Linked DNA regions of Mus musculus: region 1 is linked to region 2. A link is a contact called in public promoter capture Hi-C data. All regions are on one chromosome and are shown on one strand. Each heading gives the region's core, a stretch centred on a gene start, on an enhancer-like site or on the middle of the called end of the contact. The rest is flanking DNA. Distances are from core to core; before and after follow the strand shown.

Region 1 (3,178 bases), core at 630-3,129, 120 kb before region 2:
AATTTGCATGCACACAAAATCACCTGGAGCTCTCACTGGTAGAGCCTTTGCCCAACCTGTGCAAGAATACCTGAATTGTATTCTTAGAATCACCACAAATAATTGATTGAAATAGTGGTCTTATGTTTGGGAAAAGACTATCTGAGGTAAGTGAATGCACTTTGAAGATTTCCAAGTACAGTTCTTTGAGCCTGCGTGTTGCTTCCTTAGGGTGGGCCATGAAATATTTCATGTCAAAGAAGGGGATATAGAGTTAAAATGAATGAGGTTGAAAACTGAAGTATGTGTACTTGTTAATGTTTATAACATATTTATTGTTCTTGTTTTACTGAAAATTTGAGAAAGTATGTGATTCTGGGACAGTAATACTAGATTTTGACGTTTTTCTGCAATGTGGAGTTCTGTGGATGTGGTTGTAGGTGGTGGGTGAATTGGCTATATGGGGAAAGGAATGGAGAAATTGCCATCCTTACAGCCTCAGGCATGCATCCTGGCATTCCCTCCTACTTTGGGTTTGTTTGTTTGTTGTTTGTTTTCCTTCATTTTTTTTCTTGGTCTCACACGGCTGCCCCTGTTTGTCCCCTTTTTTGAAGTTTGATGGGTGTTCTCTTCTCATTCAGGTTATACACTCACACCATCAAGTAAATGTGACAACTTGTCTGACTCCAGCCACAGTGAAATCTCCTCTCGGTCCAGCATTGTGAGCAATGGTTCTGTTGACTCCATGTCTGCAGCTGGGCAGGATGAACGCTGTTCCTCCCACAGTCTGGCAGTTCCTGAGCCCACAGGGGCATTGGAAAAGACAGATCACCCTTCCGGGATCTCAGACCACAGTCAGCTTGCTCACGGGTAAACATCCATGTCTGTGCTCTTGCCTCCAAAACAGAACCAGTATGCAGCATTGAGAGCCTGCCTTGCACCCTCCCCCAGTAGCTTAGGTCTATGGCATACTGTGTAAGAGTGTGAGGCTACATGTATGCCCTTTGTACATACTGAGTGTGGAAATTCATGCTACTTGAGAGATACACAGGTTTCCTTTTTTATTGTTTTGGTTTGGTTTTTGTTTCTTTAGACAGAGTTTCTCTGTGTACCCTGGCTGTCCTCAAACTTACAGAGATCCGATCACCTGCTTCTGCCTCTGCCTCTTGACTGCTGGGATTAAAGGAATGTGCTGCAGCTGCCACCTGGTAGATACCCTTTTTGTATGTTCCTGAACTCTCTTTATTCAGGTTACTTTCTGCCATGTATCTCGTCACTCACTAAGAATCCTGTGCACCTGCTGCTGTTACTAGTGGTGTGGCTCCTGGAGAAAGATTTCACCGTACAGCAGACTTCCAGGCCAGCATGTCTGTCCAGCACAATGCAAGAGCTAGGAGAGTAGGGCCAGGCCTTGGTCTGAATTCCCATGTTTAGCCTTTTGACATTGAGACTGTTGTTTTCTTAAAGAAAAAAAAAATTGACATTCAAGAAAAGCACAATTGAGTCTGTCCCTCCTTCAAAAAAAAGGATGTCAAATGCCAATTTCAAATTTCATCTTGTACTTTTATTTAAAGTCAGTCAGGATTTCTTAGAGGAAACATTGCCTAGCTAAGGATTCAGGTGTGTCCTGGGGCCATGTGCTGAGGAGTCTCCAGTATACCACCAGATTACTCATTGCTCATCTGTTTGTCCCCACTTTCAGGTGGATGCTGTCAAAGCCGTGTCTTATCAAGGGTGTAGCTGTCTCATCTTCTCTGAGCAGCGAAGAGATGTCTCATGAGCATGTTGTGCTGGAAGCAGCTGACAGTGGGCGGGGCAGTTGGACTTCCTGTTCCAGCAGCTCCCATGACAACTTCCAAAGCCTTCAAAATCAAAAAAGCTGGGACTTCCTGAATTCTTACAGACACATGCATTTAGATGACCCTATTGCAGAAGTTGAGCCCACTGACTGTGAGCCCTGTGCCTGTCCTAAAGGCTGCTCAAGAACTTGTGGCCAGTGCAAAGGCAGCCTAGAGACGAACCAGCTGAGGCAGAGTTGGGCCTCCTCCAGCTCACTCTCGGACACATGTGAACCAAACTACGGGACAGTTAAGCGGAGGGTGTTGGAAAGTGCACCAGCAGAGGCACCTGATGGCTTGGAGCCCAGGGATACCACTGACCCTGTTTATAAAACTGTCACTTCCAGTACAGACAAGGGCTTGATTGGTAAGTGCAGGGTTTTTGTATCACTGATGTTGAGGCATTATTTGCCCCTCCCCCTAGAAAGAGATACGGGGCTATCTTTACCAGATTTTTTTTTTTAAGAATGGGCTATTTATTTATTTATTTATTTATTTATTTATATGTAAGTACAGTGTAGCTTACTTCAAACACTCCAGAAAAGGGCATCAGATCTCGTTACGGATGGTTGTGAGCCACCATATGGTTGCTGGGATTTGAACTCATGACCTTTGGAAGAGCAGTCTTCCATGCTCTTACCTGCTGAGCCATCTCACCAGCCTTCTTTACCAGATCTTATTCTTTCTCTGACGCTATACTTATTTTCTTCCTTCCACAATTTATTGCTCCAAAATTTGTGGCTTCTCCGGAGCTTTGTTTGTTTTGTTCTGTTTTGTTTTGTTTTGTTTTGTTTTGTTTTTCTCTGTCATGCATGTCCTTGTTTTTATAAAACAAAAAGGGAATTGACAATAATATTAACAGAAAATATACTTGCTATCAGATACACATGGAACACACAGACCCACAGGTAGAGCCTCGGCGATGCCTTTTCTAAAGTTCCATGCCATTAGGAGTATGTGCAGGGAAAGGAAAGATTGTTGTATTGATCTCTAAGTTGTTGGGTCCACAGTTGCTATGTATACATGACAGAAACAACAGGTCCTCTTACTTTTCAGGCAGAGAGACCTGCTAAGATACTGAACCAACTCTGACACAGTAGGTCTTAGCCCCGTGAGTGGACCCTGTACTCACTCTCAGCACCACAGAGACAGAAAGAGACCCCAGGCATTTCTGTGGACCTCACCAGGTGTCAGCTGATGTGAGGGTTGCTGTCTAGTGAGCTTTTGCAGTATATTTAGTCATCAATTTGTTTATTCCCTGAATTAAATGAGTACTTTCACATAATATCTCTACTTCCCTGTTACATGAAATAACTATCAAATGTGCTAATCTTGTAATATCTTGGATTTATTTAGAACTT
Region 2 (3,347 bases), core at 130-2,629:
AATCCCAGTGATAAAGATACAGAGGCAGGTGGATCTCTATGAGTTCCAAGCCATCCAGGGACACATAAGTGAGACCCTATTTCATTTTATTTTTGACAATAAGTCACCAAATCAAATGGAGTAGCTTTGGAATGTGACAGAAAGTAGGAGTCCAATTACCCACTTCTTTTTTTCCCTTTTGTGTATGTGTGTGCATGTATACATACATGTTTGTGTATGTGGGTGTGGCTGCCCGTGCAAGCATGCATGCACAGGCCAGAGGTCAACTCTGAGTGTTGTCCTCATACGTTCTCCACTTTATTTATTTATTTATTTATTTATTTATTTTTGAAACTGGGTCTTTTTGATTGTCTTTGGGTTTCGAGACAGGGTTTCTCTGTGTAGCCCTGGCTGTCCTGGAACTCACTCTGGAGATCAGGCTGGCCTCAAACTCAGAGATCCACCTGCCTCTGCCTCTAGGGTGCTAGGATTAGAGGCGTGCGCCACCACCACCTGGCCTGAGACAGGGTCCTGAACTGAACCTGGAGCAGTATATGTGCGTGCGTGCGTGCGTGCGTGCGTGCGTGCGTGCGTGCGTGCGTGCGTGCGTGCGTGCGTGTGTGCGTGTGTGTGTGTGTGTGCGTGCGCATGTGCGCGCGCGCGCGCCTGTGTGGTGTTGGTAGAGTAAGGCGCTTTCTGAGGCCAGAGGAGATGTCGCATGTCTTGCTGTCCATTCTTTACCTTATGCCCTTGAGGCAGGGTCTCCCATTGAACTTGGAGCTAGACTGGCAGCCAGCAAGCCTCACAGGTCCTCCTGCTCTGACACCCACAGCTCTGGGACTACAGGCATCCATAGCCACACCACTTGTTTTATGTAGGTGCTGAGATTCAAACTCAGGTCTTCATGTTTGCCCAGAAGTGCTCTTACCACAGAGACATCTCCTCAGTCCTTGTTCTAGTTCTGGGCCTGACTTGGTTCTTCCTATGAAGAACTGTGGTTCCGCTAGAGTCATTAATCAAATGATATGTTTTTATGCTTTTGGGAGTGGGCAGAGCAGGGTCTCATGTAGACAACAGTTGCTTTGAATTCACTATGTGGGCTAGTGCTAGTCTAGAATTCCTGGGCCTCCTGCCTCTGCCTGCTAAATGCTGGGATTATAAGTGTGTGTCACCAGGCCAGGCTTTAGGCTTATCTAAAACATAGTTTGACAGCTTTAAAGGCTCATCAGGAAATAGCACTGAGCTCATAAAAAGTAGTTACAGTCACACTAATTTCAGACGAAGAGTTATGGCAGCGAGCGTTCAACATGGCGATGTGGGGCACTTCCTACTGAGGATGGTGGTTACAGAAGGGTTGAATGCAAAGGGGAATATGTCTGGTAGCCTGGCACACGGCCTCACCACAGTCTTCATTACATAAGCAATAACAACCGGCCCCCACATCCTTGTTCACACCCAGATGAGTTAAAGTGAAAGAGGAACCATCATAGCATCTAGATAAAATATTACTCGGGTGGGGGAGGGAATAATTACCTAATTAATACAGGGGAAAAAAAGGGCCAGCAACACGGCTTGCAACATGGCTCAAAGTGCTTGGTGTCTTGCTGCCGTGCCTGATGACCTAAGTTTGAGTCCCAGACTCAAATAGTGTAAGAGAAATCTAACTTCAGCAAGTTGTCTTCTGACCTCTACACATGCATGAATCCTGACATACTACACACACACACACACACACACACACACACACACACACACAGAGTGTTTAGAAAGAAAGAGATTTTGTTTGTCCTGGTAAAAGCTTAAGTCATACGAATTGTACCTCCTGCCTAGAGATGGTGCTGCCCATCCTGGGATGGGTCCTCCAACATCAACAGGAGATTAAGGAAATGCCTCACAGGCATGACCACAGGTCGCTCTGATCTAGGCAATTCCTCTTTTGAGGTTTCTCTCTTCTCAGGTGTCTCGGGGTTTGTGTCAAGCTGAAACTTGTGACACACACTTAAGAACCACAAAGATGCCAAGGTGGTGTGTGCACTTTTAATCCCAGCACGGGAGGCAGAGGCAGACAGATCTCTGAACTTGAGGCCAGCCTGGTCTACATAGTAAGTTCCAGGACAACCAGGGTTACACAGAGAAACAACCACATAGACCACAAATAATAAGGTAAGGAAGGGAGGGAGGGAGGGAATAAGGGAAGGGAGGGAGAAGGGAAGGAAGGAAGGAAGGAAAGAAGGAAGGAAGGAAGGAAGGAAGGAAGGGAGGGAGGGAGGGAGGGAGAAAGGGAAGGAAGGAAAGGAAAAAGACCAGGCAACAAGAAGGTGTAGCTGAGGCAAAGAACTCTTGTTTCAACACTGGGGAGGTCTTGGGTGGATACCCCCAAACTGCAAGATAAAGCAAAATAAGACAAAAAACACATCAGAGAAACCTGTGACCGTGGCTGGAGAGATGGCTCGGCACTTAAGAACACTTGCTGCTCCCGCAGAGGATCTGAGTTCAGTTCCCAGCACACACATCAGGTGGCACACAACCACCTTTAACTCCAGCATCATGGGATCTGATGCCCCTTTTTTGGCCTTCTCGGGTATCTGCACACATGTGCACATACCCACACACAGATAACACTCATGTACACATACATGAAAACAAAATAAATCTTTAAAATGTCCACCTAAGCTAATAACTTCTGTAAGCTCTGGAATAAAGCAAATCTGAAGATGCTCAGGGGCCCCTCTTTGGGAGAAATAGTTGGGTACCTGTTCCCAGACATTGTCTGTCTCCTTTCCTGGCTCTCATGGCTTCTGCAATCTGCTGCATTTGTCCATCCATCCTCACCCCATTAGCTTGTTGCTCTGTTCCCCTAAAGCTGCCATATGCAGTTATGTCCTTAAAGCTACTCTGTAAGCTTTAGGAACAGTGTTTGCTGTCACTTCTGGTGGTTTCCCTGAGTCCCCTTGCTTGTTGGTTGTAGTGAACCCACCTCCTTCAAAGAATTCTGAGTATTTTGTTTAGAGGGTAAGCAGACCTCACTGCTACAACTGAAGCCAAAGGGGTCTGGAACAAATCCCTCTACAGCCTCTTTTGCTCTTGGGATCCTGGCACTTTCTGGTCATCCCACTGACCCCTTGGCCTTCTGCTCCACCTAGGACCCAGTATACTTGACCTAGCTCATTTCTGATTTTTGAGGATGTTCTTCATGAGCCTGATGTACATATGCTTTTGGCAGTGGGAGGCACAGTGCTCTTCGTGTGTCCACTAATCCAAGTTTGCCAATCGTATTGTGTAAAGCCAGGCCCAGGGCATGCGTAGGCAGTTCCAGCCCTTCTGGATTTCTCATTTGTGTGTGTTTGTGTGCATGTCATGTGCATGTG

What was found. Capture Hi-C pulls out chosen DNA fragments and counts their contacts.
Region 1: a contact with region 2 is called in a promoter capture Hi-C map of adipose tissue. The contact joins two enhancer-like sites. A contact is called at or near these places in 2 of 39 promoter capture datasets (the 3T3-L1 cell line and liver), 3 of 484 Hi-C or Micro-C datasets (bone marrow-derived macrophages, nephron progenitors and rod photoreceptor), 3 of 115 datasets of contacts at active chromatin or transcription factors (CD8 T cells, bone marrow-derived macrophages and large pre-B cells) and 2 of 9 other capture datasets (adipose tissue and liver).

Annotation. Positions count from the first base shown.
Region 1 is chr11:54,689,557-54,692,734 of GRCm38.p6, forward strand. Rapgef6 (Rap guanine nucleotide exchange factor (GEF) 6) reads left to right here. Exons shown (of 29, transcript NM_001252494.1): 26 at 621-849; 27 at 1,682-2,184. Among named protein-coding and RNA genes, the nearest start is that of Cdc42se2, 97 kb to the right of the region's middle. Within about 2 kb of position 1,880, at least 24 of the 459 cell types and tissues checked have an H3K27ac peak or open chromatin away from gene starts, as enhancers often do. A contact at or near this core is called in adipose tissue and bone marrow-derived macrophages, where this site is marked.
Region 2 is chr11:54,806,477-54,809,823 of GRCm38.p6, forward strand. No RefSeq gene overlaps it. Among named protein-coding and RNA genes, the nearest start is that of Lyrm7os, 12 kb to the right of the region's middle. Within about 2 kb of position 1,380, at least 131 of the 459 cell types and tissues checked have an H3K27ac peak or open chromatin away from gene starts, as enhancers often do. A contact at or near this core is called in adipose tissue and bone marrow-derived macrophages, where this site is marked.